7 separate regions of the Mus musculus genome follow, and regions 1, 2, 3, 4, 5 and 7 are each linked to region 6. Evidence: chromatin contacts called from public HiChIP or PLAC-seq and promoter capture Hi-C data. All regions are on one chromosome and are shown on one strand. The core of a region is the stretch at or near the end of the contact, and the rest is flanking DNA. Distances in the headings are between cores, read along the strand shown. Region 1 holds the start of Grhl2 (grainyhead like transcription factor 2). Region 2 overlaps Grhl2 (grainyhead like transcription factor 2). Region 3 has its middle 17 kb from the start of Grhl2. Region 4 holds the start of 2310043O21Rik (RIKEN cDNA 2310043O21 gene). Region 5 overlaps Grhl2 (grainyhead like transcription factor 2). Region 6 holds the start of Rrm2b (ribonucleotide reductase M2 B (TP53 inducible)). Region 7 holds the start of Atp6v1c1 (ATPase, H+ transporting, lysosomal V1 subunit C1).

Region 1 (2,837 bases), core at 220-2,719, 730 kb before region 6:
GTCTCTAACCTGAGGAGGGACCATGATGGGGGCTGGAACTGGAAGCAAAAGAGTAGAGGAGTTAGCAGCTCATAACGAGTAGCAAGTGTTCAAACCACAACGTTGATGCATCAGGAGATGCGCACAACAGGGGGCAAGCCACAGAGCCACCCGCCCACCCACCCGGCATCGGCGGAATGTGACTGTCTCTAGAGGAGGGAAAAAGAAAGTAAGGTGCACACGGATACCGTGTTCAAACTGTGTTAAAAATATATTGTTTCTAAAAAGTACCTGTATGGGTGCTTATGTTATTATCTAAAATAAAATAGAATCGTTAAAGTCAGTTGCTAAGAGTGGAAATAAAGAACAACCAAACCTAGTGCCGTAATTTAATTCCCCCAAATCATGTGACCTGCAAAGGTTTAATACAGAAGTTGTGTCAAATCTGACAGCTCCAGTGCTCCAGTGTTGACTTGACATAAATGTGGCAAAGCTTTCCATACCCTCCTGTATTTCCACCACGCTCATGTATGGGCTAGATCCCTGTCAGAACTCCCACAAATACTTAATTCTCGTAGCAGCGATTATAAATGACACCTGGCTACTTCGCACTGTTCCGGACCAGAAGAGAACCCACACAAACAAGTCACTTTCATCCTGCGTTGTTCCCCTGGCAACCATATTAAACTGCAAGGATAAAGAGCCTTTGTAGTAGCTGCTTCTATTGAATTACAATGTAAATGTTGATGCTTGCCTAGAAATGTCAACGGGCGACAGGCTTATGGAACAGATGCAGTAGTTGTTCCGCAGCGCAGGAATCCCAGGCTGCGGAGAGATGCAAGAGGTGCGCCCGGGCCACCTTAAGAGTCTATTCAACCGAATCTCCTTTCTCCATTAAAGCCACGCCGCACTTCATAGATCCAGTTCAGGAAAGGTCGCTCGACTAGTTGAAAACTGAAAACGACCTGCTATCTTCTATGCATCAGAGCAGGAGAAGAGTTTGTTGTGGATAAGAATGCTAACAATGCAATTACGCAAGAGACCCGGCAATCCGTTCCTTTCCCACTCAGCATAGCGTAACTCTAGTTCCCTGACTCTTCTGCCCGCCACACAGTTTTCGTCCCGCGAGTGTCAAGTGGCAGGTGGTGAACTGGCCATTTGGTTCCGGGTGGCTTGTTGATTTCTGGGTTCAGCATTCTGTCGTCCTTCGGTTTGACCCACGGTACCTAGTGTCTGTAGTGGCGCTCCCCGCTCCGTCTCTCCCATCACCTCTACCCTGCCCCTAGTCAGGGAAGAAAGCCAAAAGTGGGTAGAAGTCAGCTCGCAGAGTCTCCAGCGTGCCACCGCTCCACTCAGGTAAACTTCGCAGTGAGTGACCTGCACTTGGAGAAGGGCCTTACCTGAGCGCGCCTCTGCCAATGGCAGCTCACCTGAGGGAGCACCGCAGCCAATCACCGCGCAGCTCGGCCCTCGGGCTTGTACCCTTTAGTGAAAGAATTCAGCGCCTTGCGAGAAAGTTACCTGTGGCCGCCCAAGTCCGCCACTTTGCGCTCTGTGTCTGCCCATTGCAGCGATCCGGGAGGACTCCGCGCCGCCGGGCCGCCTCCGAGCGCGGGCCCCATGTGAGGGCTCCCTCCCCCCATCCCACCTTTCCGGCTAGGTGAGGGCGCGAGCGAGCGGGCGAGCGAGAGTGGTGAGGGGGGACGAAAGCAGAATTACCTGTAGCTCTTGTTCTGCCATCTCGGGCGCTCTCACACACCTTCACCTGCACAGACTTGAAAGTCCAGTTTCACCAGAGGCTGAGGCTCCAGGAAAAGGGGAGCGAGTTCATTGGATCAAACATGTCACAAGAGTCGGACAAGTAAGTGGGTCGCACGCGCCGGCGGCGGCTGCCGCTGCCCCTTTGGGCTGATGGCAACTGGTTTGTTGTGTTTTTGTTTTTTTTGTTTTTGTTTTTGTTTTTTAAGTCGCTATTGTTGGATTTTGATTTTGTATTTTTTTCCTCTCTTTTTACTTTTTTCTTTTTGGTGTATCCAGACCCTCTCGGATTATTTCTACCCCGATTCAGGGGAGAGACCCTACTCGAACGTGAATGTTTAAAACCCGTTTTGGGGCCTTGCAAGTAAACGTGGGTTTTCTTTGCTTCCTCCCCGACGAATGAGCTCAGCTCCCACTGCCCCGACCAACGGACCCTTGGGCACTGATTGAGGTTTTGGCAGATGGTGGCGGGAGGCCTGTAGTTAACCCCCTTGCCTGGAGGTGCTCCCCAGCCTCAGACTTCCTGGGCCGGTTGGAAGTTCAGTCGACTTCCTTCGATTAGGCCAAAGGGCCTGCTGGAAAAGCGGTCTGGGCCTCTTTTGTGTGCGCTCAACAAAGGCCTTTTATGCGATTGCAGACACGGCCATCTTCCCCACTGCGGCGACCCGGGGTGCATGTGCGCCCCAGCGCGGGTCTCCGACGGGACGGAGGAGCGGGCAGGCCGCGATGGCGGGTCCGTGGGTGTGCCCGCGCCTCGCTCCTTCCCGCAGCCCACGCAGTGGCCAGTCACCTCGCGCAGGTGCGGGACAGGACCTCTCGGGAATGGGGGACTGATTTTGAGGCCGAGTACGAAGGGGTGCCCACACTTGGGCCGGTCTCCCTGCGCCCCGACGTCTCTGGCTCATACGCGTCCGGTGACCGCGCGGCCCACTGTTCGGAGGCCGCCACCTCGGGCGTGGGGCTCGATCGGCCTTCGCCGAGGCTGTCGAGGGCAAGGGGGTGGGGGAGCATGGTGGAGCACCGGGACTCCGGGCTCTCTGCGTCCTCGACCGGAGCTCAGGCCTGCCGGGAGCCGCGTGAGCCGCGGGGCGCGGGGCCTG
Region 2 (2,947 bases), core at 270-2,769, 640 kb before region 6:
TCCCAGCTGCCTGCACTTGAGTCGGGAATGAAGGTACAGCCTCTCGACTAGCTTAAGAGACAGCTTGGAAACAAATCAGCTCTATGATGGCAGTGACATTTCACTACAGAAAGCAGCGAATTAGGGGGAACAGAGTTATTTTAATCTCCTTGGGCAGTCCCAACTTTATAGTTAGTAAAGTGAGACTGTGCTAATTAAAAGATTAGCTTAAACTCAGTACCTAATTGTGGTGAATCTATCACGTCTCAGATTTCTTTTCTTCCTCCTCTTTTTTTTTATTTAATTTTCGTGTGTGTGTGTGTGTGTGAGTGTGTGTGTGTGTGAATGTGTGTGTGTGTGTGTGAGTGTGTGTGTGTGTGAGTGTGAGTGTGTGAGTGTGTGTGTGTGTGTGTGTGTGTGTGTGTGGAGGATGTCAGATTCCCCTTGAACTGCAGTTATAGGTAATTGTGAGCCACCAGACATGGGTGCTGGGAACTAAATCTGGGTCCTCCGAAAGAGCAGCAAATGCACTTGCCTGCTGAGCCACGTCTCTATCTGTCTTTTCCAGTATTTCTTTTTCAACTGAAATGTCTGATGGATGCTGCTATAGAGACATGTAGCAGAGGCTGGCTGTGATTTCTTGATTGCCCTGCCTCCATTGCCCAGTACTGGAATTACAGGCATGTGCAATCACACCCTGCATTATTGATGCTGTGTGCCAAATACAGAACTCTAAAAAGTCACACTTGGGGGTCTGGAGATGGCTTAGTGGATAAGAGCACTAGTGATTCTTTCTTGTAGAGGACCCAGGTTCTATTTCCAGCACCCACATGGTCACTCACAACCATCTGTGATTCCAATTTGGAGGGATCTGATGTTTTCTCCTAAACTCAGGGCATGGGACATGCATGAGGTACATATACATATATATGCATGCACACATATATGCAAAACACTCATGCACACGGAGTAAAATAAATAAATCTAAAAAGCAATTTACAGAAAGTTAAACTTGGTAGTCACAAAGCACCTTCCTCGGGTATATTTCTAAATGGCTAGTGTTCTATCTGCCTTGAACTCTTAGACACGAGAGCGGGGGGGGGGGGGTGTATAAATATTGGTTTTCAGGATGCACAGAGAGAGCCAAAGACTGTCTAAAGGAGATGATATTTCTGAGGTTCATAACTTTGCTGGTCCCCCACCCCACATCCCTTTGCTTCTAAGTGAATTGAGAGAAACGGCCATTTGCACGGACATCACTCTCCCACTTTTACTAAGTTAGTGTTTTGCCTAACTGAGGCCCAATTTTAAACAGGTTATCTGATAGAGAATATTATGGGGCATCCCGTAGTCTCAAAAGCAAAGAGAACACTGGGAGAGGCTCCTGGGAGAGGTCTCGAAAAGATTGAGTTACACACAGCCAAGCAGGGCAAATGGTGTTTTTATGTGTTTTCTGGGGCGTGGTGTGGGTGGAGGGAGCTCTAAAAGGGAAAAGCAAACATTTGCTGGAGTCTTTGGTACTGAACTTAAACAAAGCCATGCCTTTGTTCCCCTTTTATAAGGCCAGGGCTGACAGGAACAGCTATGAGGCTGGAGCTAATGCTGTGAGCAAGGACTAAGGACTAATCTTTGGATGGCATCTCACTGAAGATATCAGTTGATCTTTTTTGTTAGCGTGGAGTAGCCATGGTTTCTGCCCCTCATTCTACTTATGGCTCCGTACATAACAGCTATGGACCATTGTGTTGTGCAGAGAATTGGATTACACACTTGGATTTCACGACATAATGGTGTGTGCTTGTGTGCACAGTGACTAATATTTGTTCAGTAATTACTATATCTCAGGCACCCTGCCAGGCCTTTATATATATATTACTCAATTATTCGTGTTTCTAAGCAGGTGACAGTTTTCATCTAACTAAGGAGTGATTTAAAGTTAGCTGGTTTCACTCAGTAACACAGCAAATGCATAACAGAGCCGAGCAAGCCGAGACCGAGCATGGAGCATGACCTCCAGTCCAACTGCTTCGTGTTCGGCGGGTCATCTCCACTCTCACGGACAGTGAGACAATGGTGCATTTGAGGCAGCACACGAGGTACCAGTTTCTGGAGATTCATGGCCAGGCACAGATCCCATTCTCAGAAAAGTTAGGGACAGGCTTGGAGCTAAGACGAACTTCTAGTACCCCTGTCTGGGATTACAGGCAGGAACCACGCTCTCTTTTCTTTTCTCTTGTCATTTCTGCATTTTTTTTAAAAATTTTAAATATTTAGATGAGAAATTAGAATAGTGTGATTAATGACACACAGGCTAAACTTAGGTCAATTCATTACTAATATTTGTCCAGCTTTTCTCTCTTCCCCTCCTCGCCTCCTGTCCTGCACTTGGCCATTTGGCACGCAGAAGAGGAAGCCAGCCCTGTGGGGTCAGAGAGGGTGGGCAGGGAGGGGAGAGGGGGCTGCTGCATTTCTAGAGTTGGAAAGATGAGCACCCAGGATGGGGCTGGGAAGCAGGAGTTTTCATAAGGCTTCCTCTAGATCGAAGGGAACATGCATCTGAAAGCTTGGGCTACAAAAAGATGCTGCTGATCTGGGCAGTGTTGGCGCACCCCTTTAATCCCAGCACTTGGAAGGGAGAGACAGACAGATTTCTGAGTTTGAGGCCAGCCTGGTCTACAGAATGAGTTCCAGGACAGCCAGGGCTACACAGAGAAACCCTGTCTCAAAAACAAAACAAAAACAAAGATGCTGCTGAGAAAGCACAGCTGAAGAGAACAACACCAGCAGCCAACTTACATTCCTGTGTACCGCTTGTACAAAACCTACACAGAAAGACATTCACGGTGGATTTGTTTATAATTAAAAGGTGGAAACAGCCCCAATGGGGAGGGGCATTATTATTTTATATGTAAGCATGTTTTAAAGAGACAGAACTATCATATCACATTTCAGCATTAGGTGAGAAGAA
Region 3 (2,755 bases), core at 66-2,565, 740 kb before region 6:
CTTCCTCTCCCCCATCCCCCTCCTCCTTCTTCTCTAAATTTACCACCTGACAAAAACAGTGCAGTGAAGGCTGAAATCCACTAGCTTGGTTCATATGCTGGTACAACATGGTCAAGCCAGCACCTGACAGGAGCCAACCCTACACTAGTGACTGTGGACTGGAAGAGTTTCTCATCTCACTGGCAGTTAGAATAGCAGATGGTGGTGTGCCCTCCCTGTGGATAAGAAGCAGCTAGCTCTGAGCATTCAGTTTAAGAAGATACTGGAAGTCAAGGAAGCCAGAGCCTTGAGAGGAGCTTGAGTTGTATCTGTCCAATTAGGACAGTCATTTCAGACCTTGCGATGCCCTGGATGATTTCTGCTGTCTTCCCTCTCATCTAAGTCAGGATGGTTGGCTGTAAAACCATCAAGTGTGCACACTCCATCAAGAGAGGGGACCAGCCCCCTGCCCTCTGGCAAGCATGGTGGCATCCCAGAGAAGGAATGGATGTGGGGGAGAGAGACTTGTCTCCCACTCTGGTCCTGGAACCCCTCACACATTAAGTAAACAAACAGCCATTCGAGTCTCTTTGGAGCTCTGGAGGAAAGATGAGAGTCAGCGTTGTGGTGGCTTTAGAACAGAGAATCACAGAGAACTGCATTTTGTCTGTTGCCTTTACTTAAAACTGCATTTGAATAAGTCAGTTTGAGCGATCAAAAACAATGTGGATCGTGGGGAAGGGAGATGTTTGTTTGCTGTACAAACATGGGGTTAGAGCATCTTCGTGGTCTGAGGCACAGGACTAAAAGACAGAAAGATATGTGAGCTAAGGAATCCCACAGCCTGTGAGTCACGGAATCTGCCCCAAGAAGCCGCAATGAGCAGTGACTGAAAGCTTCAACGTCAGACCGTGAGGACAATCAGAAACACAGCTGGGACGGTTCCTGTATTTGTAAATAAAGAACAACTGAGTTGACTGTCCCTGGGAGCTCTATGGAACCCTGGGCGGTGGTGCCCTTGGCGGCGTGCGTGACCTTGCCTTTACGTATGCTTTATGTACTGACACGAAGGGAGATCTCCTTTGCATGCAGCAAGACCTAGGTGCAGAGCCCCCCACCCTCGTTCTATTAACCTTTTGGTCCTTGGAGAAGGAGACGTCTGCTAATGACAAAGGGAGTAAGCAGCAAGGGGCGGTGGTCTTTCCACCCCAAGACCCCTTTGTGCCCAGCATGGGCTGGAGTCAGGGAGGAGGCAGGCTCGCTTCAGGCCGACGGCCCCTGCAGGGGGCAGTTCAGAGAGGTAGAGAACTGAGAGCGATCTAAGCAGAGACAGTGGCCCAGGCTTCTTAACCTTACTCTGGGTTTGCTTAGCGCCTGACAAAGACGTGCATTGTGAAGAATGGGGCTGAATCTTTCTTCTATGCTTTTAAGCAAAGCGGCGCTGCTTTCTCTAGTCTTAGAGGGAGAGGAGAGAACTAAAAAATCTTCTTTTCCATGCACAAGGCTCTTTACAAACACCTTCACTTAAAACCCAGCCATTTTGTGATCTAACCTGGCCATTATTGGTCCCCTTTTATAGCAGTGATCTGAAAGGTGAAGTGACTTTTCTATACATCAAGGCCACAGCGGGGCCACATTTCAAGCCTAAGTGTGCCTGGTTCTAGAACCTTCTCTCTGGGTCTCAGTATATACAACACAGTCTCCCCTGCTCTTTTCTTCTTTTGCCCATTTGAAAGAAGAAAAATATTGTGATGGGGTGGATAGGTCAGCGTTTAAGAGCACGTGCTGATCTTTCAGAGGACGGAGGTTTGGTTTCCAGCACCTCACTTGGGCTGGCTCCAGTCCCAGGACAATCTGATGTCCTTTTCTGACCTCCACGGGTACCAGGTATGCTTATGACACATAAACATACATGAAGCAAGACACCCAACTACATAAAATGAGTAAAGTTGAAGCTGGTAAATAAGTAATTTTAAAATTAAAAAAAAAATGTGTCCGTGTGCACATACAGAGGTCAGGGGACAACTGAGGGAAGTTGGTTCTCTCCTCCCACCTGTAGGGCTGGGCTTCTCTGCTGGTTTCTGTGTAACCTAAGCTGTGATAGCACCTGCCTTTAAACCCAGCACTGGGCAGGCAGATCTCTGTGTTCGAAGCCAGCCTGGGCTACACAGAGAAACCCTGTCTCAAAAAAATAAAGGCATTTTTTAAAGGTGATATATTATTCCTTAGAAAGTTAAAAATCAGACTGGGTTTCACTCCTGAGTTCATATCAGAGGCAACTGACAACAGAGTATGAACGAGGCATCTGTATTTGTGCTCATAGCAACATTATTCACAATCGATTGCATGCAGATAAACAACCCAACTGCCCACCACGGAAACATGAAGGGAGCTTTCATAGGCTGGTGAGAGGGTGACGGTGCTTGCTGCTGAGCCTGACACCCCCAGGGCCCACATGGTTGAAGGAGTGAACTGATTCTACATATTATCTGCTGACCTCCTCCCTGTGTGCTCGGCAGTACCCTCCTCCCAGCAAATAAATGCATGCTTAAAAAAAAAAAAAAAAAAAAAAAAAAAAAGGTTGTCTTAGGGGGAAAAAAACTAAATAAAAGGAAAGAAAGATTCAATCCTCAGGACAAACAAAAGGAGCAAAATGCAGTGTGAACATAATGGGATTATATTATATTATTATCCAACCTTGGAAAGTCTTGCCAAGTGCTACAACATGGGTGGATGCTGCAGGCACCACGCCGAAGAAATAAGCCAATCACAGAAA
Region 4 (3,092 bases), core at 165-2,664, 630 kb after region 6:
GGAAGAGGACAACAGGAAGAAAAAGAAATTGATTGGGGTGGTGCACGCCAATCATCCCAAGGACCAGATGCTCTGAGGGAAAAAAGGCACAGGCTTAACACCGGCCTGGACTACACAGTGGGTTCCAGTCCTGCCTTGGCTACATAATGAGAGTTCATCTCAAAACCCAAACCAAACAAAGAAACAGAGAAAGAGAGAGGGATGAAGAGGGGAGAGAGGAGAGGTGGAGTGGGCGTTACAGGGGAGGAGCTACCATGTGATGGACGTCCTGGCATGAGTCTCAGCTGAACCGTGGAAGGCTCTTGGGCTGGCAGTAACCGAGTTGCCTTGAGTTTGGTGTTCCCAGACTTAGCAAATAAAAGCAGTCAGACCTGAACTTTTTTTTGTTTGTTTGTTTTGTTTTTGGAGACAAGGTTTCTCTGTGTAGCCCTGGCTGTCCTGGAACTCACTCTGTAGACCAGGCTGGCCTCAAACTCAGAAATCTGCCTGCCTCTGCCTCCCAAGTGATAGGATTAAAGGCGTGCACCACCATACCCGACAGACTTGAACTTTATATATAAACAGTGATGTATATATTTTTTAGCAAGTGCCCCTTGCTTTACAGCAACTTATATATTAACGTTTATCTGAAACGCAAATGAACTAAGCACCACGGGAGAAGTCTTGCAACAGCATGTGGGGGCCATGTTGGCCAGTGTCCGAATTCAGACTTCTGCAGTAGCTGGGCTTGACCTTGGAGGAACACATTCCTTTCCACAGAGGTAATTCTCATGCGGTCTGACAGCCTGCCAGCAGCCCACTCAGCCACTGAAGAAACAACTCCCTTGGGTCTTGATGGGGAACAAGGAGCATCTGTCGGGGTATCTGCTATAGAAGCTGACTCCTGATAACGTGCTTGCTGCTGTGTGCTTGAAGACTGGTTGCACAGCGCAGAATCGATGAGTGGGTCATAGCATCGGCGCCAAACCCACCATGAGAGCCGAGAAGCACGGGAAACATGCCATGATTACTGTGCAGTGGCAATCTGGTTGAGCTGCTGCTGTGGATACCGAGACCAGTTCACTGGCCAGTACACTCTCAACATACAATCACCATATTGAGTTACCTTGATTTGTTTGTTTGTTTGTTTGTTTGTTTTTCAGAGCTGAGGCCCAATCCCAGGGCCTCGCGATTGCTAAGCAAGCACTCTGAGCTAAATCCCCAACCCCAAGCACCCCCATATAGAGTACCGTACCTCCACTGTTACCAAGTCCTGGCATGGTCACTGTTTGGGTCACTGTGCACCTACCTTCTAGCTCTGCGGTGGCAAGAGATGTCTTGCTTCTTGCCTAGTTTCTCACACATTATTTTCCCCTGAAAGAATTAAAAGTCTACCTCAGGGCCTGGCCCTGACATCAGGAGCTGGTGATGCCTCTGAGAATATGTCTGAGTCATATTCCAGAATATGACCAACTCCAAGAATATGTCTGAGTCATATTCCATCTTTGACCAACTCCAAGATATGTAATGAAGAAGCTGAGCTGATGCTGTGGCTCAGTTGGTAGACTGATTGCCAAGCCTGAGTAAAACCCTGGGTTTGATTCTCCAGCACCACATTTAAAAAGCAGCCATGATGGCACATGTCTAAAATTCTAACAGGAGACAGGAGGGGATTCAAGGTCTTCCTCTGCATAAAACCATGAAAAGGTCTAGGCTATCCTGGGCTACATAAGATTTGTGTCAAAAAAGAAAAGAGAGAGAGAGAGAGAGAGAGAGAGAGAGAGAGAGAGAGAGAGGAAAGGAAAGAAAAGGAAAGGAAAGGAAAGGAAAGAAAGAGGAAAGGGAAGGGAAGGGAAGGGAAGGGAAGGGAAGGGAAGGGAAGGGAAGGGAAGGGAAGGGAAGGGGAAGGGAAGGGAAGGGAGAAGGAAACGTGCACAGAAGTCCCTAGTGAGGTCCGTGCAGCTATAACCCAGCACTTGGAAGGTGGAGGCCAGAAGAAGATCAAGGTCTTTATAGCTGACTTTGAAGCCAGCTTGGGCCACATAAGATCCTGTCTTGGAAAAGCAAAATGTTACTGTATCCTTTTAATGATTGATACTATTGCTTCTTTGGGTTTTGATTTTGTTTTGAAATAAAATCTCCTATGGTGCCCAGGCTGGATGTAGTTAGTTTTTCTGCCTCAGCTTCCCTAAGGACTGGGATTACAGCTCCACATCTGTAGCCAGAGATTTTCCTAGTCTGGGATCATAAATATCTGTTACATTTGTCTCCTAAAGGCATTTTGATTTTTAATCTTAGATTTACGATTTCTCCTCACTTCTGGGGGTCAAACTCAGGACCTGCACATGCTAGACAAACAACCCCCTTAGAGCAGGACTAGATTATTTCCACTTGCTGGGTTTTGAGACACAGCCTTTCTATGAGTCCAGGCTGCCCTTGAACTTGCCACCCCCCACCCCTGTGTCAGACACTTTAGAGCTAGGATTACAGGTCTGAGTCATGACACCCAGCGTGGATTAGAGTCTCCTGATGAGGCCGTCTCCTCCCTGAATTAATAAACAGAGATGCTTGGTCGACTGCCTTAAAATAGACTATATCTCAGGCATTACTAAAGAACAGTTCTTTAATTGGATCCCAGTCGGCCTGTGGGTTGTAAAACTAATCTCAACATGTTATTTATTAATTCTTTAGCAGTGAGACCTGGCATTGAAGCCTGCATGCTGCTGTTTTGCGAAGCTTTTCTTGTTCCCTTTATCTGAGAGCATATACTGGGCTGAAATACAAAGCCATATTTTTTTATTTTTTTTTTTTTACTGTAGAAGATCCATCCTCAGGGCTGGTGAGATGATTCAGCGGTTCAGAGCGCTGTCTGCTCTTCCAAAGGTCCTGAGTTCAAATCCCAGCAACCACATGGTGGCTCACAACCATCCATAATGAAATCTGAAGACAGCTACAGTGTACTTTCAAATAATAAATAAATAAATAAATAAATATTTTTTAAAAAATAAGATCCATCCTCTAGAACTGTAAAATTTTCCAAAGAAAGAATGAAATATAGATGTACTATGTAAATGTGTACTATAAATGAGTAAATGTCTTATCACAGCACAGCA
Region 5 (3,138 bases), core at 549-3,048, 670 kb before region 6:
TTGTCTGTTAAATAGTCATTATTTCTTAATAGTCACATCAAACCCTGTTGATGTGAAGCTGCCCAGGAAGGGAAAAATGTCCAGTTAGTGAACTGACCGCTTTGTGTTTCCTCTTCACAGTGGTACATTTCAGTACACCCTGGAAGCCACCAAATCTCTCCGTCAGAAGCAGGGGGAGGGCCCCATGACCTACCTCAACAAAGGACAATTCTATGCCATAACACTCAGTGAGACTGGAGACAACAAATGCTTCCGACACCCCATCAGCAAAGTCAGGGTATGCGCCACATTTCTCAAAATAGAACTCCAGGGTGGTCAGGGGGTGGGGTTGCTCCCCAACATACCCGTGGAATGGCATGGAGAAAAAGTCCAAAATAAATAACTCAGAAAGTCTCGTTCAAGAGAGCCTATTTATTGCTCGTAGTTTATCATTTTAATCAGTAACCAATAAAGCTCGGGGGAGCGACTTGTCTGAACTTGCGTTCCCTGCACCAAGGAATCCCCCCTCACCTCTTTCATGGCTTGTAGGCTGTGCGGTTTTCAGCTGATCTGTAGTAGATCAGGGTATGTTTGTGAGTAACGAGTAGCAGAGAGTACTTTCTGCCGAGTCTTGGACCATTTATAACCCTTACAAAGCCTTCTGCAGCCCCTGGCTTATTCAGGATTCAAAAGGCGAGGAGGTACGATTCCCACAGCGGCAGCTTGGAGGGATTTCAGATTCACGAGTATTAATCTCTTGTGTGGGAAATGACATGAGTTGTCACTGTCTGTCTGCTTTGGATGCATGCCAGACTGGCATGCTCGCTACTGCCAACAGGGAGCTGATAGGTAGTCCATCTCCACTTAAAAAAAAAACCAAAAAACAAAAAAAAACCAAACCTTACAGCAGGGGTTAGAAAAGGCTTGGAAGACTTTCCTGCTTCGTTGCAATATAGATTTTCCTGCTCTCTTATAAACTGCTCCCTGCCACTGTACCTGTGGTCCCCAGCCCGTCAGATTCTGTCTGTAGATGTGTCCTACTAAGCGTTTCAGCTTGAGAAGTAGGGAACCGTGGCATGTCCAGAGCCCAGTGCCCCAACCATATATGTCCAGAGCACAGTGCCCCTACCACATATGGGCCAAGTAAGTTCCCAAGCAAGGTGAGCCCATTGGCGATCAAAAGGTACCCAGGGTACTGTTCACCATGAGGGACAGCAACCTGTTCCAACCCTGTGGCCAGAACTATGGTGGAGGGCCTACTGTATCAACAAGAATGCATTGCATCAAGTCACACAGCAATGATGTCTTCTTTGTATCAGGGATTGCACTAGGCACTGGATGCCTAATAACTTACTGAAACTAAACCACAACCCATTTTAATAATAATAATAATAATAATAATAATAATAATAATAATAATAATTGATGATGATGATGAAGCACATTGTTCTATTACAGTACTATACATAAGAAAACTTGGCTTTCAGAAGCTAATAAGTGGGGTAACTAAGATGGGCGGGATTGCTGGGGTAGGTCCCAGGCTGCCAGCTTCCTGACTAACTCTTTTAGCATGAGGATGGGCTGCATGGTGCATGGTGTTTGCCTAGGGGGTCTCTAGTCCTAATCCATGTGAGACTTTGGGTTCTACCCCCAGCACCACCAAGAAAACCAAGCACAACTAGGAACAGTGCTCTGTGGAGCCTCCTGGAGGGATGAAAAGCAGAGGGCTTTCTCCTTGGGTCTTAATCCAGACATGGTTATCTGGGGGGAACAGGTGGGATACAGTTTAATCATATGTATACGAGCTCCATGCAGCCATTGCTCTGAAAAGGTGGCAGCCATGTAAGTGACATCTGTTGGGACTTTCCCAATGATTCCACTTTGGTGGGATCATGAAAGTCTTTTAATATGGAAATGTAAAACTGGGTGTGGTGACTGGGTGTGGTGATGCATGTCTTTAATCCCAGCAGTGGGGAGGCAGAGGTCAGCAGGTATCTGAAAGCTTGAGACTGACTAGCCTTGTGAATAAGATGAATTCCAGTACAGCCAGGGTTGTTAAACAATTTTCTGGAAAACTCTCTCTCTCTCTCTCTCTCTCTCTCTCTCTCTCTCTCTCTCTCTCTCACACACACACACACACACACACACACACACACACACACACACACACACACACAGAGAGCAAAAACAACAACAACAACAACAAACCCAAAAACAAACCAAAACCATGAAATAACTGGTCAGTATGGAAGTTTTATCTTCTTTTGTTCCGTTTTTCTGGAAATGTGATCTGAACCAGGTAAGGCACCTCATATCTGAAATCCTGGAGTAATTCTGGAGTCTGCGGCAGGGTCGTGGCAGCCTGCCTTCCAGAAGGACAGCCAACATATGTAAATTTATGCAAATGATGTCTGTTTGAAATTTAGAACTGCAGTGAGGTTTAGATTCTATTTTTTTTAAAGATTTATTTATTTTATAAAAGTACTTTTTTTTTTTGATTTATTTATCATATGTAAGTACACTGTAGCTGTCTTCTGTAGCTGTCTTCAGACACACCAGAAGAGGGCATCAGATCTCATTACAGATGGGTGTGAGCCACCATGTGGTTGCTGGGACTTGAACTCAGGACCTCTGGAAGAGCAATCAGTGCTCTTAACCCCTGAGCCACCTCTCCAGCCCAACATTTAGATTCTTATTTCTGTGAAACAGAATTGGTTGCTCTAGCTCATGTAAAGGACAGCCATGTTTTGCTGGAGTGCAGCGCTGCCCTTGTACTTTTGGGTTATGAGTTCTCTGACGTTTGAAATATGTTTATCAATATGAGTTTTGTCTCCTACCATGTCTGTGTTTCCTGTGCAATTCTCTTATTGCCTGTTCCACTCCAGCCTGAGGCACTTCCCTAGGCGAGAGATGAATGTCTGCTTCTTTACAAATGGCACCAATTCGACTTAAGACAGGTTTCAGATGTGTTTTTGCCAATGTAAGCCAAATGCTTTTCAGTTTCGAGCTAACTCTGCAAAGTATACCAACTGTGCCAAAGGCTGCTTCATCTGGTTGTCAGGATGCTGTGGTAGGAATGACGAAGGGTTTCGTTTTTATCCAGGCTGTTCCCAGTGTGTGTGTATGTGTGGGTGTCTGCACACATGCACAAATACCTAC
Region 6 (2,771 bases), core at 249-2,748:
AGTTTTTATTAATCACTCCACATGCTTCTGATACAAATAGCCCGCACTGCCCTATCATATCCAAAATAAAAATAAAAAACTAAAAAACAAAGTGCTTACGATATCCCGAATCTCAAAAACTCTTGGATTCGTTAAAAAAAAAAAAAAAAAAAAAAGTACTCACTAAAATTTATTCTAGGTCTAAACCTTTGCTCTGTCTTTATGAATTAAAAGTAATTTTTTTTTTTAAAAGTTAACTTTCAGGTGTTAAGCCAGAATGATTCCTGGTGTCATTGGCAAACCAGAGAAGTCTAAATATTGCCGGAAAGGAGAAATTGGTGCTGAGTATCTTTGTTTCAAGGGGAAAATTAAGGGATAGACATAATTTATTATTAAACGATTACAGAATAAAAATCAACTTAGAACCTCCATCTTTGTCTAGAAATGCCAGTATAAGCATGAATATATGTGGGCTCAAACTTTTATGGCCCCTTCCAACTTGCCACAGTATTAACTTCAAGACACCACAAAGAGAAACAGGCTCACATACCAAAAAAAAAAAAAAAAAAAAAAAAAAAAGTATTACTTGTATTCCAGATGGTTTAGAATATTTGTCTCCAAAATGTGGAGTTGGAATTACACAGTAACAACTTACATTACTATAAAGCCGTATAATTTTTGTTTGCTCTTATTACATACTTCTTTCTGCTAGCACGGGTTAATTTTAGATTTATTAAACACTTTGCATAAAGCACTTCATTCTTTGTGAAGGAAGAAACACTTCCACTACTGAAATGAAGAGACACCCCGAAGATTCAGTTAGAAGTTCGGTGTGAGGAAAACTGGTCTCCCAGTCTTTTATTCGTTGTAAGGGTTTCTCGTCCTCCCTTCACCTGTCATCTCCTCCCCTCATCCACCTGCATCAGTTTCCACACGAGTTCCTCAACTGCATCTGATGGTTCACCTCTCTTGCGTAGATCCGTCACAGCCCTTTTTCACCCGCCAGGGCTCCCGACAAGAAAAGAAAGACTGGAGAGCAGAGGTTGGAGAACAAGGGGACACGGAGACTTCCTCAGCCGGGACCTGAGTGTTCCTGCTCCGCCCTGAGCAGAGCAGCACAGCGTCCATGCTCGCCCTTCCCGACTCCCCAACACTAGCCTGAGGTGAGGGCGCTTCCTTTCGGCCTGCACAGTGTTTCTGACGGCGACGAATAAAATACTACTCTACAGCGGACCTGCGACTGACTCGCAGCAACCTAAAGTCCGGGCGTGACCCAGGGGTGGAGGATGAAGCGACTGCGACATTTACCTCACCCTTCTCCGGCCTGGCCGCTTCCGGCCTTTCCGGGTCGCCCATCGCGCAGACTCCACCAGAGCCACCCGAGCTGAGGAACTGAGCGCGGCCGACCAAATCCTAGTAGGATCAGATCGTCCTGTGCGAACCTCCTCCTGCTCCGGGCACGCCTTGCCGCGCCGGTCCTGGGTTCTAGCCGGCCCATTGAGGGGCCTTCTCTGCGGTGGCTCCGCCCAGGCACGCTACTCTCGGCGCCTGAAAGATCCGCCTTTCCTGCCGGCCCCGCCCCACTGCCTAGAGATCCGCCTACCTCAGCCGGCTCCACCCAGCGTCTCAGAGATCCGCCTACCTCAGCCGGCCCCGGCCCGCCCCGCCAGAGATCCGCCTACCTCAGCTGGCCCCGCCCCTCGCCGCCGAACTCTGCTTCCTCGGCTGGCCCGCTTCTCTTCACTGAGCAGGGTCCCCACTCCGGCGACGGCTGCGTAAGTTCAGTCCGCAGTACCAGAGCACTTCAAGCCTGTTCTTTAGCGTCGCATGACCCCGCCCACTCTTGCTCCCCCAGCTTCCGCGCTGTTGCCCAGCCTGTCATCTGCTCTGAATTCTAGAGCGTCTACTGGAATTTGCAGTCTGCCTACTTGTGCCAGACTACCTGGTACACGAGGTGACTGGCACGCCGGGACATTCCCTAGCCCTCGTGGTGCCCCAGCGACACGGTAGGTTGCACCCAGTCAGTCCAAGAGACTGCCAGAGTGGCTGTAGAGCTGCCCACTGGATGGGATGTGGAAAGCAGGGTGGGAGGTCGACACTGTTAAAAACTCCAAGGAGAAAGGAACTCTTGTATTTCAGCAACCAAAAGGAGAAACTGGAGGGGGAAAGTGTGTGCGTGAATGGAGCTTGAGAATGAGTAGGAAAAATAGCTAAATCCTGGGAAATACCTTGAAGTCTTTGTGATTGTTTAACTGAGTAATATTTATTGAACTTTCACAACCTGATAGGTTCTATTCTGCTAAGCCCTTTATGTGAATTAATCTTTGAGATATTTCCCTGTAGTCGATACTGCAATTTTCATGTTCCAGATTAAACTGAACCCGAAGATAAATAGCCAAGATTAAGCAACCAAAATACGGTAGACTCCAATATCCTTGCTACGGATACTTTTCAAAGCAAAGGTTAAAGTTGTAAAGAGATTCAACACTTTTGTATTGCAAGGGCCAAAGACAGTGAATAATGATGGTGGCAATACTCTTGGTTGAATTGCTTCTATGTTTTCAGCATATGGTACATATATGGTAGTACGACAGAAAAATATAATGAGCGGGATGGGACTGTAGCTCATTAGGTGATGATGTACAAGGCCTTGGGTTCAATCCCCAGCACTACCCCTTCTTGTATACAAACACAAATAAGATATACAAATTAAATAATAATATGGTGAAAGAAGAGTTGAGTATGGTATTGAACACCTCTGATCCCAGCATCTTGGATAGGAGCAGGAGGAT
Region 7 (2,957 bases), core at 438-2,937, 700 kb after region 6:
GTTTGGTGGGACTGTTTGAGGAAATTTAGGGGCTGTGGCCTTGCTGGAGGAAGTATGTCACTGTAAGGGGCAAAGACTCATACCGTTTTTTTCCTTTGCTTTCTGCTTCCTGCTTGTTATTTGATTTGTGAGCTCTCAGCTATTATGATTGCTATGTCTGTCTACTGCCACACTTCCCTGCTGTGATGGTAATGGACTGGAATGTGTTTTATCACAGCAATAGGAAAGCAATGAATACAGAAGGGTTTCTTTTGGCTCACAGTTCAGCAAGGTGGTGAGAGTAATTGTAGCTCTGAAGGCAGGAGTCTGAGAGCCCTGGTTACATTGTATTGGTAGTCAGGAAGCAGAGAGCAATGAATGTTGATGCTTAGCTTTCTCCTTTAAAAAAAGATTATTTATTTGACAATTTTATTACATTTATTTATTTGTGGGTACTACAGCTTGCATGTGGAGATGGGAGGCTATCTTGCAGAATACACTTTGTGGTTCTGGGGATACAATTCAGGCCATCAGTCTTGGTGGTTAGTGCCCCATTACCTGTTGAACCTTCTCTCTCTAATCCTATTTATCATTTTTAAAAGATTAATTTTATTTGTATTTATGTGTATGAGTGTTTTGTCTTCCTGGGAGTGCATATGATTACAGGTTCTGCAGGAGGCCAGATGAAGCCAATCGGATCTCCTGGAGGTAGCTGGAGTCACAAGGCACTCCAGGTGGGTGCCAGTAAGGAATTCAGATCCTCTGTGAGAGCAGTATGTGTTCTTAACCTCAGAGCCATCTCTCTAAGCCTCGAAAAAAAAAAAAAAAACATTCTGTGTTGGTTCCTATCATTCAAGATGCTGCTGCCCATATTCGAGGTGAATGTCCTACATTAAACCTGGCTGGAAACTCCCTCCAAGAGGTTTGTCTCCTAGCAATTCTAAAGCCAGTCAGGTTGACAATGGAAATCTATTATTCCGCTTGCTAGTAAGAACAGCCAGGAGTGCCCACACATTGTGCAAACAGAACCATAACCTCTGGAGCTTCACTTTGCTAAGCTGTAAATCTAAAAACGATTAAAATAGACAAGTCCCCAATCCTCTATGCAACCTAAAATGCTGAGATATGCACCACCTAACTTCTCAACCAATGAGATGTGCACGGTTTGTGAGAGTAGGTTGATATCTATTTTTCTGGAACCCAAGGCTGATGGTTTTTCCCTGTCCATAAACCTTTCTTGACTTCCTGTATCCATTTTGGTACCCCTAAACCAGACAGTTTGGAGTTCCTGGCAAGGGGGTCACTCCACTAGCTAATTCTAAAAAACTAATTAACAATGTTTGGTGCTGAGTAACTAAACCTGAACACTTTATCACTTTATGGAACGAAGTGATACCAGATTGGATGAAAAATATGAAACTACTGAAGTGGATTATTAGAAAAAATTTCCCCGAAACCTGGACTGTCAAAACTTGCAGTGCAGAAGTCAGTGCAGGAGCTTGGGGGAGTCTGAATGGCTGAAACCTGTGGGTAATTTTAGGGTGGGCGGGAATTTTCTGGTGGCTGGCCAACCACCGCAGGTGCATCTGGAGGAGCGGCAAGCTCCGCCCACCCGGAAGCCCGCTCTGCGCGCTCTCTCAGCCCCGCCTTCTCCGGAGGCCTGGCCGCATCGTGATTGCGCGCAGTGGTGCGCGCGCGTAGGCGGAGCGGCGTGCGCCGCGGTCAGCTGACTGCTCCGGCTGGCACGTGACTTGCTCTGGGCGCAGGGGTCGAGGAAGCCGAAAGGCCGGAGCTTAGGTCCGGGAGGGATGGAGCGCTGAGCGGTTAACGTCTACCAGGCTTCCTGCCTCCGCACCTGTCGCCGCCGCCGCCTCCTGAGACACCTCGGGTCAGTGAGCGATAGCCCTGCGGGGAGCTGACGCTGCAGTGGCCGCCGGGGAAGGATGGGGGCGGCGCGGGGGCCTAGACTGTGGCGTCGGACCTGCAACCGGCCTGGGTGCGGGCTCTCCGCATCTCAGGGCCTAGGGTTGGTGTCTTTGGAAGAAGAAGGAGGGGGAAGGGGCCCAGACGGGGAACTCAGTGGCAGAAGGGAGAAGTGTTGTACATTCGGGTCCTTCTTGGGTGGGAATCCCAGCGAGTCCTGGTCACTTGTGAGAAGGTGGACAGTGACAGAATGCCTCAGGTGAGGCTCAGGGTTCACCGGCGTGTGTGTGCAGTCTCCACTGGGTGTTTACGCCTGTATGTGAATAGAAGGGATTACAGTTTTCAGGGCGGAAGGGGTGCCCACTGCAGGCAGGGGGCGGTCACAGAGGACACGGGGGTCATTGTAGGCAGTGGATGAAACAGGAATACAGGCAGCTTAAAAACATTTCACTAGATTGGGGTTGGGGGAGGTTAAACAACATCCCCGAAAAGGAACTGGTGGACAGAGTCTCTTATAAGGCAGATTGAATCACCTATGAGGCATAAGAGGGAAGCTTGTGTTCTTTTCAGAGGAAAAATGTTATCAGGGGGAAAATTGTCTACTCTGTACTTAGTGGTGCCCCGGGAATGAAATGGTCGGGTGTGAATAGCCCAGCCCTAAAAGTTCACATTGATGGTGGGAAGATAAGTCACAGGGGAAAGATGAGGTTGTATAGAACTGGTAAAAACAGAAGGAGGAGAAAAGTATCCTGGAGGAAAGAAAACTTGAGTTTGGGTCTTGGCAAGTCGGTGGGATTGGAGGCAACAGAGGAGAACTTTTTACTCAGTGAAAGCCTCGTTATTTGAGGGCCTGATGAGAGAAGAAGACATGATTTAGGGGTGCCAAAGGCCAGGCTTTTGTAGTAGGCTGCATTGTGGAAAAGTGGGAAATAGTTTTGAAGTCTGGTGATACTTGTTCATATACTGCATGCTCTATGGCTGATACTATGGGAGTGCTAAGGTTTAGGAAGCAGACAGGGACTCTGCTGTCAGAGCTTCCAGACAGATTCAGAGGA

Evidence for each region. Promoter capture Hi-C pulls out the DNA fragments that hold promoters and counts their contacts. HiChIP or PLAC-seq counts read pairs in DNA pulled down with a chosen protein or histone mark.
Region 1: a promoter capture Hi-C map of embryonic stem cells shows a contact between it and region 6, with 3 times the contacts expected there. The contact joins the promoter of Grhl2 here to the promoter of Rrm2b in region 6. A contact is called at or near these places in 10 of 39 promoter capture datasets (the 3T3-L1 cell line, cranial neural crest, embryonic stem cells and 6 more), 1 of 484 Hi-C or Micro-C datasets (embryonic stem cells) and 8 of 115 datasets of contacts at active chromatin or transcription factors (astrocytes, embryonic forebrain, embryonic stem cells and 4 more).
Region 2: a FOXA1 HiChIP or PLAC-seq map of pancreatic cancer cells shows a contact between it and region 6. The contact joins the enhancer-like site here to the promoter of Rrm2b in region 6. A contact is called at or near these places in 5 of 39 promoter capture datasets (the 3T3-L1 cell line, cranial neural crest, embryonic stem cells and 1 more) and 4 of 115 datasets of contacts at active chromatin or transcription factors (embryonic hindbrain, embryonic limb bud, forebrain and 1 more).
Region 3: a contact with region 6 is called in a promoter capture Hi-C map of embryonic stem cells, with 6 times the contacts expected there. The contact joins the enhancer-like site here to the promoter of Rrm2b in region 6. A contact is called at or near these places in 6 of 39 promoter capture datasets (the 3T3-L1 cell line, cranial neural crest, embryonic stem cells and 3 more) and 4 of 115 datasets of contacts at active chromatin or transcription factors (bone marrow-derived macrophages, embryonic forebrain, embryonic stem cells and 1 more).
Region 4: a contact with region 6 is called in a promoter capture Hi-C map of pre-B cells, with 3 times the contacts expected there. The contact joins the promoter of 2310043O21Rik here to the promoter of Rrm2b in region 6. A contact is called at or near these places in 2 of 39 promoter capture datasets (liver and pre-B cells), 1 of 484 Hi-C or Micro-C datasets (CD4 T cells) and 1 of 9 other capture datasets (liver).
Region 5: an H3K27ac HiChIP or PLAC-seq map of embryonic stem cells shows a contact between it and region 6, with 4 times the contacts expected there. The contact joins the enhancer-like site here to the promoter of Rrm2b in region 6. A contact is called at or near these places in 4 of 39 promoter capture datasets (cranial neural crest, embryonic stem cells, hippocampal neurons and 1 more) and 7 of 115 datasets of contacts at active chromatin or transcription factors (embryonic stem cells, large pre-B cells, pro-B cells and 1 more).
Region 7: a contact with region 6 is called in a promoter capture Hi-C map of the SN4741 cell line, with 4 times the contacts expected there. The contact joins the promoter of Atp6v1c1 here to the promoter of Rrm2b in region 6. A contact is called at or near these places in 9 of 39 promoter capture datasets (the 3T3-L1 cell line, the C10 cell line, the HPC-7 cell line and 5 more), 4 of 484 Hi-C or Micro-C datasets (CD4 T cells, CD8 T cells, pre-B cells and 1 more), 2 of 115 datasets of contacts at active chromatin or transcription factors (large pre-B cells and memory CD8 T cells) and 4 of 9 other capture datasets (adipose tissue, embryonic stem cells, liver and 1 more).

What each region holds. Positions count from the first base shown.
Region 1 is chr15:37,231,567-37,234,403 of GRCm38.p6, forward strand. Grhl2 (grainyhead like transcription factor 2) reads left to right here and starts at 1,470. Exons shown (of 16, transcript NM_026496.4): 1 at 1,470-1,840. The coding sequence starts at 1,821. It overlaps Gm16136 (predicted gene 16136), which reads right to left and starts at 1,593. Exons shown (of 2, transcript NR_155442.1): 1 at 1,410-1,593; 2 at 355-1,261.
Region 2 is chr15:37,316,457-37,319,403 of GRCm38.p6, forward strand. All of the region lies in intron 8 of Grhl2 (grainyhead like transcription factor 2), which reads left to right. Among named protein-coding and RNA genes, the nearest start is that of Gm16136, 85 kb to the left of the region's middle. Within about 2 kb of position 1,520, at least 45 of the 459 cell types and tissues checked have an H3K27ac peak or open chromatin away from gene starts, as enhancers often do. A contact at or near this core is called in pancreatic cancer cells, where this site is marked.
Region 3 is chr15:37,214,761-37,217,515 of GRCm38.p6, forward strand. No RefSeq gene overlaps it. Among named protein-coding and RNA genes, the nearest start is that of Grhl2, 17 kb to the right of the region's middle. Within about 2 kb of position 1,316, at least 19 of the 459 cell types and tissues checked have an H3K27ac peak or open chromatin away from gene starts, as enhancers often do. A contact at or near this core is called in embryonic stem cells, where this site is marked.
Region 4 is chr15:38,593,520-38,596,611 of GRCm38.p6, forward strand. It overlaps 2310043O21Rik (RIKEN cDNA 2310043O21 gene), which reads right to left and starts at 1,415. Exons shown (of 3, transcript NR_045757.1): 1 at 1,289-1,415. All of the region lies in intron 2 of Gm41309 (a long non-coding RNA gene), which reads right to left.
Region 5 is chr15:37,288,068-37,291,205 of GRCm38.p6, forward strand. It overlaps Grhl2 (grainyhead like transcription factor 2), which reads left to right. Exons shown (of 16, transcript NM_026496.4): 6 at 121-277. Among named protein-coding and RNA genes, the nearest start is that of Gm16136, 56 kb to the left of the region's middle. Within about 2 kb of position 1,799, at least 4 of the 459 cell types and tissues checked have an H3K27ac peak or open chromatin away from gene starts, as enhancers often do. A contact at or near this core is called in embryonic stem cells, where this site is marked.
Region 6 is chr15:37,959,557-37,962,327 of GRCm38.p6, forward strand. It overlaps Rrm2b (ribonucleotide reductase M2 B (TP53 inducible)), which reads right to left and starts at 1,499. Exons shown (of 9, transcript NM_199476.1): 1 at 1,288-1,499. The coding sequence starts at 1,335. It overlaps Gm49085 (a long non-coding RNA gene), which reads left to right and starts at 1,602. Exons shown (of 2, transcript XR_003951596.1): 1 at 1,602-1,985.
Region 7 is chr15:38,660,217-38,663,173 of GRCm38.p6, forward strand. Atp6v1c1 (ATPase, H+ transporting, lysosomal V1 subunit C1) reads left to right here and starts at 1,688. Exons shown (of 13, transcript NM_025494.3): 1 at 1,688-1,867.